2 separate regions of the Gossypium hirsutum genome follow, and region 2 is linked to region 1. The links are chromatin contacts, called in public Hi-C maps. All regions are on one chromosome and are shown on one strand. The core of a region is the stretch at or near the end of the contact, and the rest is flanking DNA. Distances in the headings are between cores, read along the strand shown.

What was found. Hi-C and Micro-C count contacts between places; a contact is called where the count stands out from the background.
Region 2: a contact with region 1 is called in a Hi-C map of leaf, with 2.1 times the contacts expected there. The contact joins the promoter of LOC107905971 here to the promoter of LOC107905993 in region 1. A contact is called at or near these places in 2 of 34 Hi-C or Micro-C datasets (both in leaf).

What each region holds. Positions count from the first base shown.
Region 1 is chrD05:12,785,695-12,790,835 of Gossypium_hirsutum_v2.1, reverse strand. LOC107905993 reads right to left here and starts at 3,135. Exons shown (of 1, transcript XM_016832801.2): 1 at 2,497-3,135. The coding sequence starts at 3,003. The coding sequence ends at 2,728. LOC107905991 (glutathionyl-hydroquinone reductase YqjG) reads left to right here. Exons shown (of 7, transcript XM_041093817.1): 2 at 525-749; 3 at 842-971; 4 at 974-1,017; 5 at 1,126-1,350; 6 at 1,460-1,588; 7 at 1,803-2,307. The coding sequence ends at 2,036. It also overlaps the pseudogene LOC107905994.
Region 2 is chrD05:13,088,535-13,093,675 of Gossypium_hirsutum_v2.1, reverse strand. It overlaps LOC107905971 (F-box protein At5g46170), which reads left to right and starts at 3,231. Exons shown (of 3, transcript XR_001686641.2): 1 at 3,231-4,789.

The DNA of each region.
Region 1 (5,141 bases), core at 1,886-4,385:
ATGGGTTTCTATCATATCTCTATTCAATCTTTTGACAAATTCATATCGTTTGTTATTAATAATGGGATAAACAGTAGGGAATATAATTGGTGCATGTTGAGGAATTTAGACCATATGTGCTTTTTATCTAGTAATTTTACTCCCTGTCTTACGAGTAAAACGGTTTATTTTTAGGCTTGCTTTATTTGCTCGAACTGATTATATATATATAAATTTTTGATGCATCATATGTAAATTCAATTTATTGCCTTGAATGATGATGAACTTCATTTCATGGTAAATATTTTACTCTCCAGCTAATAGCTGAATGAGTCAAGTTTCCTTGATTATACAGAAACAGGATAGAGAGAATTCATTGAAAGAAATATATAAACAAGATTTATATGGGTAATTTAAGACAAAGGACCACAGTTATGTTTTGGGGTTGAGAAAGTCTTCTTGCTTATTAATTGAATCTTGAAGGTTGCATGATTTTGTTGGACTTTGAGAAGTCACAAGTTTTGAAATGATGCTTTTTTTTTCAGCGTACTTGTCAAATGGCTCGATCTGCACTGGATGAAATGTCAGATTCTGGGGCTTTTATGAGAACTGCCTCAACATTTCGTAACTTCATCTCTCGAGACCCTGGTTCTCAGTTTCCACCTGAGTCAGGAAGGTATCATTTGTATGTATCTTATGCTTGCCCTTGGGCTTCCAGGTGTCTTGCATACTTGAAGGTCAAAGGCCTTGACAAGGCCATTGGTTTTACGGTGGGTGAATCATGCCATGTATTTTAAGCTCTTGTAGTTTGATTAAATCTGTCATAAAGCTAATGATCTTTTGTTGTTCAATTGTTCACCAGTCAGTCAAACCCATATGGGAAAGGACAAAGGAAACTGATGAGCACATGGGATGGGTTTTTCCCACTTCTGATACAGAAGAGCCAGGTGCTGCACCCAACCCCTTTAACGGAGCAAAGAGCATAAGGGAACTATAGAGCTTGCAAGTACGAACTATACTGGGAAGTACACAGTCCCTGTAAGTTCATAAAGTATTAAAAGCGCCTCCCACCTCTCATTCTGTTTTTCCGTTACATTTCCATGTTCAAGTTCTTTCAATTTATTTGTGCTTTCTGTTATATTATAGGTCCTATGGGACAAGAAGTTCAAGACTATTGTTAGTAACGAGAGTGCTGAGATAATCCGCATGCTTAATACCGAATTCAACGATATAGCTGAGAATCCTGCTGTGGACCTATATCCTCCACATTTGAGAGCCGAAATTGACAAGACGAATGAGTGGATATACAGCGGAATCAATAACGGTGTTTACAAATGCGGGTTTGCTAGAAAACAAGAGCCTTATGATGAGGTATTTTCATGTGGTTGTTATCTTCGGTTCAATGCGAGACTTGTCGGTCTTTACATTCTTGAAAGAGTTATATTCTTCTCTAAAGCATGTATTGTCATTGGACCATCAGGCTGTAAAACAACTATATGACGCTTTGGACCAATGTGAGGAGATTCTTTCCAAGCAGCGGTACCTTTGTGGAAACATTCTAACCGAGGCAGATATTCGACTGTTTGTAACCCTCATAAGATTCGATGAGGTATTTCATTTTGCCCGTACAGCTTTCTAATATTATGTATTTGAGATAAACTAAAAACACCTTCAATGGTGACCATAACGTTCATTGCTTGAACTCAGACAGAGGCAAAGGAAAAAAGCTTTGATTTTCTTTTTGAAAAAAAGATGGAAAACCTTGACATCTTTGCAATAAAATCGTTTCATGCCCATTGATGACGAGTTTGTTTACATAACAGGTCTATGTCGTACATTTCAAGTGCAACAAAAAGCTTCTACGGGAGTACCCGAATTTGTACAACTATACCAAGGACATTTACCAAATTCCAGGCATGAGCAGCACGGTGAATGTGCAACACATCAAGCGCCACTACTATGGTAGCCACCCTTCTATAAATCCATTCGGGATAATCCCTGTTGGCCCAAATATTGACTATTCTTCTCCTCATGACCGAGCACGGTTTACTGCTTAGGAAGTATGTATCCCATAGTAGAAGCTCTTGTTTATTTGTTCAATGATGCACCGATGCTCGCTGTTGCGGTCGACAACTCCCCTTGCATTTAAGATGAATTAATTCTGGAAAAGACATTATATGTTATACTCTCGTAGATCAAAGTTTTTAGTTTTTACATTGTGGCAGGTTGTTTCTAGTTACCAATAAATACCTGGAAGGGGAACGATGGTCGCTTCAGTATTTTCTTTGATAATCAGCTTAATATGCATACAAGCAGTATATGGAATTATATATATTTGTATCTAATCAAAGTTTTACAGTGTCATTTGTGATTAAAACTAACGAAATATTCGTCTTAGTTATGGACATTTGAAGTTTTCCAGTTCTGGGTGGTTCGAGTTTAGAGGAACAGAAAATTCTTGGTGGTCTAGAGAGAGAGAGAGAGATAGGCGTATGTATATGAAATGCAAATGAAAAATAATAAAAGATAAAACTTTATTAGCTATCCAGAAGTGATGTAATGTAATCTAAATTCAATATTTGAAATGATATAAACGCCATTCAGAAGTAATCACACTGTTAATAATCTATGTGTATAAACCATAAAATTCTGATGTTATTTACCAACAAATACAAAATTTGTATCACTCTTCTCCTCAAAAGAGGTCAAAATGGTAATTTTCCTAAGGGAAAAGAATCTCAGGATCGTTCAATCTGGTTGATGAGAAGAAATGCAGACTGAGAGAGAAAGCTGGGCCTGCTGGCACTGGGACCGCTTCAGCCGGGTTCCACCGCTGCCGCACAGTGTCCTAACCGCCTCCGATTCTTCGGGGCACACAAACGAGACCAAGCACTCCGCTAGGGCTCGGTTCAAGTGCCGACATGCCGCGTCCCGCGTCGCACCAGGTCCGAAACGTTGGTGGCACTCGCTTAGCGCCCTCTGGAGATTCTCGCACCCGGTTCGATCGCGGCCGACTTCTTCCATGTTTATTGTCTGCGACCGCGTCACGCTTCGATCAAAAAGATCCAAATCATTGAAAAGAAAAGGAAGAAAAGGTATCACTTATCACAAGATTGTTTATGATGATGATGATATATCAAAAGCTAAGGGCGTGTGCCGCGTAGTAACTAGTACTAAAAGTTTTTATTATATAAAGGAAAGGGTTTTAAACTTTTTAAAATAAAATAAAATGAAATAAAAATGATTTATTAATTAAAAAAAAACAAAACAAAGTCGAAGAATTATGCGAATTTAATCCAATCCAAAAGAAAGATTAAAAAAAGAAGAAATGAGGAGCAAAAGACTTGACCAAAAAGGCCTCAAAGTGAGTGGTGTCACAAAATGAGCGATGGGTGAATTGTGGTGGGAATCCATATGTTTCATTGGGTACATGGATTCAATAATTGCAATGTTGAACTTTTCTCCATGGACGCTTTCACTTTCTCCATTTCTAATCAATGATGCAAAATAATCATATACTACAAGTCATGAACGAACTGTACCTGAAATATGTCCTCTCCCCCCACAAACTTTTCTATTCTATTGCTGCATTATATTCCACTTTAAATCTTGGCAATTTGATTTCTATAAAACTTTAGGATAAAATTTGATAATTCCTTAGTTTTGCCAATTATGCGGTGACATTCTGCAAATTTAATTTATGTCCATTCAAGCTTAATTAATTAATTTATACTCCTGGGTAAGTGTATGATGCTAGTAATGGAAAATCGCACAAACGAATTTCACTCTTTTAGATAAAACCCATTAAATGAGAGAGAAAAAAAAGTAAAAGTGATAAAAACAATAATAATAAATTGGGGATGTTGAGGGCTTCTTCAACCACCAAATTTGACCCCATATGCCCCCACACTACATCTATTTTCTATCTTATATTATATGATAACGACCCAACCTTTAAATCATAACCTCAAATATATTTTAATTATCTCTATCCCAATAACCAAAAGCAAAAAAATCAAAGATGATAATAAGGGAAATTAAAGAAAAAAGATTATTACTACTAAAATCCTAAATCTGAAATGAATGAATAGGTGGGATTTAGAATTATTTCGGAGAAGAATTTGTGCTGCTTTTGGGGAGCAAATATGGATGGCCCCTATTTTTTTCTCCATTATTCTAAAAATATCAATGTCTAAGAAAAAAAAGAGAAAAGAGTTATTTTACTCTTTGCCCCATTTCTTCCTCCATTATATATTTTCTCTTTATCATGCTTGCACTTTCTTTTCCACCATTATATGCCCAGCCATTCAATGAAATGAAGACTGAATAAATGAAAGAAAGAAAGAAAGGTATTTTCTTTTCTTTTTCACCCAATTTTATTTATATTTTCCACGTTAAAAATCTCATCATTGGAATAGTTCCTAGATAAGTCTATATTCCGTAATGCAATATGTAATATCTCTATTTATTAATTTAAAATTTTGCTATTGACAACAAGAAGAAGAAAAAAGATATATTTGCTTGGCCACAGCACTATAGCAAGTAGCAGCTAGCAGATATTTGGGGCCTTTGCTCTTTCTCTCTCTAATTAGAGCCATCTTTCTTTCCTTTACTAAGAAAAAAGCTTCAATCTTTCTAAATTCAGTGCTTCTCTTTTCTTTTCTTTTTTTCGTGGAGATACAAATAGAATAACACAGTCACAGTGAGTGTCACTAAAGCATGGAAATCTCCAAAGGGCTTGACTTGGAGTCCTCTATACCAGCTCCATCATTGTTTATAGGTGAGTTTTAGCTTACTATATGCTTAGGATTCTCGATAAAGGTTATATCTTTTGCTGGGTTTGCATCTAAATTTGTCCAAATATTTTATCTCTTCTTTTGAGTTTTTAATTATTTTTTTAATAATTTCCGGGGATTTAATATGTTGAATTGTTGCCTTTTAGCTTTCTGGGTTTTCATTAGTCCATTATTGCTCAACTCCTAAAATAGCCATATCCGAAAGGTTCAAAATTTTCCTTCACTTCTTTTCAACATCCTCCAATAAAAAGGGTATCTATTTTGGCTATTGTTTATCTCTCTGCTGATATCAAACCTGTTATCCCCATTGGTCATATTTTCTCTCACACTCTTACATGCCTCTTCCAGCTTGGAGAGGATGATATC
Region 2 (5,141 bases), core at 1,982-4,481, 300 kb before region 1:
AAATTGTCCCAAAATCAATGTAAATTAAGTTCGAGTTTGAGAAATTCCAAAGTATTATTTCTACTTGATTAATAATGACTTTAATCGTGTTTATGAGTTTGTTTGGGTTATTTGGAGCATGATCTGTTTGTGAAGTAAAGAATAGGTAAATTCTTGATTTTTTGAAGATTTTTAGAGGCTAAGCTCACTATACATTCCAAAAAGATAGTTGACCTATTAAACATAATGATGAGTACTTAAAAAGTAGATTAAGTTGGAATGGGAAAATTTATTTTATAAACTTTCCTTATCATATTATTTATGGTTTTTATTAATTAAAAATAAATATAGCATTTTTTTCACATCATCAATGATCTTCCTCTAGTAACTGTACATATGATGTGGGAAAAATATAATGTATTTAATTTTAATTGATTGAGCCATGAATGATGTGATAAGTAGAGTTCATAAAATAATTTCTCTAGGGAAATAATAATTATAACTAGGGCCAAAAACACAACTTATAATAGTTTTTCTTTTCTTTTCTTTTCTTTTTCTGCCCATGCTCATTAATCCTTTAATTTAATTTTTTTTAAATTGGGTATTTTTTTCTCAAATTTTTTAATTATTTTGTTCACATTAGTCCGAAACTAGGTAATTTTTCTTAAATTTGATCATTGAACTTGATTTCATTGACGTGTGATGATATGACACTAAAATTATATTATGTCATCTTATAGAAATTTTAATATATATAATCTAAATGAAATTCAAAAATATAAAAATTATTTTACAAAAAATTCCGAGTGATGTCGTGGCACAAATTGAGACTAAATTGAGAATAATTATCAAGTTCCGAGACTATAAGTGAAAAAAATCTAAGTACCAATGTGAGAAAAGTTGTTAAGTTCAAAGACCAAATAGTGCATTAACATTTATTTCTAATTAAACATGTAATAGGTAAAGCTACAACCCAGTGTGACTCAACTATTAGCAAGTTTACACTTTGATTACTTAATTTTAAAAAGTTATAAGTTGGTCATTAAACTATTAGTAAGTTTATAAGTTTAAACTTTGCTTACTCAATTTTTGCACCATTACTCTCTAACCTAATAATTCAAACAATATCAACAACAACTCAAGCACCAAACCCTAACAAAACCATTGACAACCCCATGCCTCGCCTTTAACCCTACCAACTTCATTTCCTTTTTGACCAAAGTCATAGCCCAAGATAATCCACAATCAAGTTATTCACACTCTTACCTTGAACTAGCAACCAAATATCATCACAACTATAGTCAACACAAACAAAAATGCTAAGAAAAATTTAAAAAAAAAAGGAAGAAAATCTCCTACTTCAGTTAGCCTCAAACATGACCTACAAAAGCAAAAGGGACTGAATAAAATCAGAGAAAATGGAATAAAATATAAAAAAGGAAACTCAAACGTACTCGATTCAGCCAAGAGTTGCTCAAGTGTTCTAGGCAATGAATGTTCAATCCAAATGGTCAAGGATAAAGCCTCGCCACTGAAAAGAATATATTGGAGTCAAACGACCAATGATGATGGACGAAGATTGACGAGCTTTTTCGTTAGGGTTTCGGGTTTAAATCAGTGGAGTTTTCAACCATTTTAAGAAAAATTAAACCATGAAGTTGAAAGTGGAGGGAAAAAATTGATTCAATGTGTTCATTTATCGAAGGAGGAGGTCGAACAATGGTGAGAATGCTGAAATACAACTATGAAGGAGGTTCCTGAATCACTAAAACATTCGAATAGTTTAACGACCAACTTGTAACATTTTCTTTAAAAAAATTGAGTTACCAAAGTATAAACTTACTAATAACTAAATGATCTCAAGTGTAATTTATCTTACGATGAATAGTGAGTAATAACCAAATCTAACATCCATTACCAAATTAATAGGCTAGTGACTAAATTATAATTTTTTAAAGTTAAGTGACTAATAATTAAGTAATAATTGAATAATCTTTTACCAGAATGTAATATAGGGGAAGAAAAGAACTTCCATTAATGTTTAATGAATTCAATAAAAGTAATGCATTAAATGCAAATATCAATTAAATCAACCATTTGTTAAATTTATTTTTCTTGAGATGTATTGTTAGAAAAAAAAGATCCAAATTTATTTGTCAAAACAAAACCTCTTATAAGTTAATTAGGAGGATCCATCAGATGTTATTTCGATTTAGACAGTGGAACATTAGACACACTTTTAGCGAGGATAATAAAAAAGCTGATCACTTGATCAGTTTGGTCCAGCATGGAACATATAATTTACTATTGTCTGAGACATCCCTGTTGAGGGGATAGTCTAGTTTTTGTAATTAGTTTAATTATAATATTTAAAAAAAACAAAGAAAAAAACAAAATATCTTCCAACCAATACCAAACGTAATTCTTCTTTTGCCATATATTCCTTTTTCATCTTTGTAAGAAATATATATATATATGTATTTTTTATGCGTTCGAATTAAGGATGTTTTGCACAAACTTTACTCTTTTCCAGAAACTAAATGAACATATAGGAAATACGGTTGCCAACAAATTTGAGTTCGTTTATGCTTAATTGGTACATTTGGAAGATGGCACCGAAAGCAGGGTCGCTAAATGAATTAACCACTCATTAAGCTTCCTTAATCACATTAACCCCATAACAAGAAACCACATGAGATGTGACTTAACGCCAAAAAAATTATGCCTACATCATGTGCTTGCTTTTACTTGTACATAATATATTAACTCAAATCGTATTTGGTGTTTGACTTTTAATTTTCGTTTTATGTATGGAATTATATTGATGAGTAGAATTTTTAGATTTTACACATAGTACCAGAGTTAAGAGGTTATATTAAAATATTAAAAATAAATCACTTGATAAATTTTTAAAACTACTTATAAAATAAAAAAATATACATATGGTCAGCGTATCAAACATTAATCGTTTATATATATATATGTGATATGTTGAGGGTGTATAGAAGTAAAAATTACCTGATGCAACATAAACGTTTATAACTTTTAAATTGACTGCACATCTTTTATTTAAATTGATTGTATTGTTAAGAATTTCAACTCATGATCGTAATTGCTATACCAATCACTTAATAAATACTTTTTTTATTAAATTTTAAGTCATGGTATTTTCTGGGGTACTATAATTGAACTGGTAAATTAACATATGTCAAACTTTTTTATCAGTTAAACATTTTGGATATTTTGAAATGCAAAATATACAGATGAATGTATGTATTGCCATATATTGTGAAAAGGAAAAAAAGTGTGGAAGTGCAAGAATAAGCTATCTTAAGAAATGAGTAGGTAAATTAGGTCATTATTAAGATTTAAGAATTATTTATTATTGTAAATTAATTTTCCCAGCGCTCTTCAACTCACAAACAACGACATGGCACCCAAATTTCATCCCTTTCCAATTCCACCCTACCTTTCCTTTCCCTTCCCTTAAAAACAACCAGCTTTTTCCAGTTTCCCCCCAATTAACCATTTCTCTCCCCTCTCAAACCCACCTTTTTTCCTCTTTAGAATTCCGTAGAACGGATACTTCAACGGGAAAAAAAAAAAACCTGATGTCTTCGGTTTACTCAGATCCGATCCATGGAACCCACCCGGAACCAATCGATCACTTCGACCGTCTTCCCGATTCTCTTCTCCTTTTAGTCTTCAACATGATCGGCGACGTGAAAGCGCTTGGCCGATGCTGCGTTGTTTCGCGTCGTTTCCACGCCCTCGTCCCTCAAGTTGAAAACGTCGTCGTTCGTGTCGATTGCGTCATCTCAGACGACGATTGTTCCCCTTCTTCCTCTGTCAAATCACGTGCCGCCGGTCCATTTTCCACCCTCTTCCGTCTCGTTTTCGGTGGCATTGTCAAGCCCCTCCAAGCTTTGGGCCAATTCCTTGGCCCCGAACGCCCCTCTCTCAACAAAACGCTCAATACCTCTTCATCTTCCTCTTTATCTGTCGGTCTCGGCGGAGGTGAGGATGGGGAAATGGACCAAGGTGGGGTTACCCATCATTCTCCGACGCAAGTGCTTAGAAATTTCAACGAGCTTCGTTTCCTCCGAATTGAATTGCCCGGCGGCGAGTTAGGGATCGATGACGGAGTTCTGCTGAAATGGAGAGCCGATTTCGGATCAACCCTTGACAGCTGCGTAATCCTCGGAGCTGCTTCTGTTTTTAACAATGTGCATTTCCAAGTACCAGGGCATGGGAACGATGGATTTTGCATCAACAACGGTTCTAATGTCGGCAACGGTGATGATAATGGGAGTATCCCTGAGTCGTTTTATACCAATGGAGGCTTGAAATTAAGGGTTGTTTGGACTATTAGCTCGTTAATCGCAGCATCAGCGAGGCATTATTTGCTTCAATCCATAATTGCAGAGCATAAGACGCTGGATAGCTTGGTTTTGACCGATGCGGATGGACAAGGGGTGCTTTGTATGAACGGTGAGCAGCTTGAGGAGTTAAGAGTGAAACCATTATCAGCTTCTTCTGCTTCAAAAAGGACGCTGGTGCCGGCTCTGAATATGAGGCTTTGGTATGCTCCTCATTTGGATTTGCCTGATGGGGTTGTTTTACAAGGTGCCACTTTGGTTGCTATCAGGCCTAGTGAACAATCTGCTTCGAAAAAAGAGGTTTCGGATGCTTCTTGGTTATCATCTGCTTTTGAAGAGCCTTATGGGACTGCAGCTAAGATGCTGGTTAAGAGAAGGACTTACTGTCTGGAGATGAACTCGTTCTGATGCCTGCTTCCTGTTCTGTAAAGGTAAAAGTTTCTTATTTGTTGGATTTACTTGAAGATGTTGATTAATTTGCTAGAAAACTGTTTGATGTTCGAATTGTTCATGTCAGTATGAAGATTGTTTTGGGATTCACTTATTCACTGTTATACCTTTTTTAATTTAAAGGTTCTGAGCGACGAAATTACTCTTGATGTCTTTTGCTTATGCATATGAATGTGTTGGAATTACTTTCTTTCTTGATCATTTTGATTGTTAAAATTTTTTAATTAAATTACAGGGGAAAGCAAGCATGATTATAATTTATGTTTCCGTCTTCAGTTGCAAGAAAACATCATGGAACGCATGTGGTGTCCCAAAACTAGCATATGCCTGGCA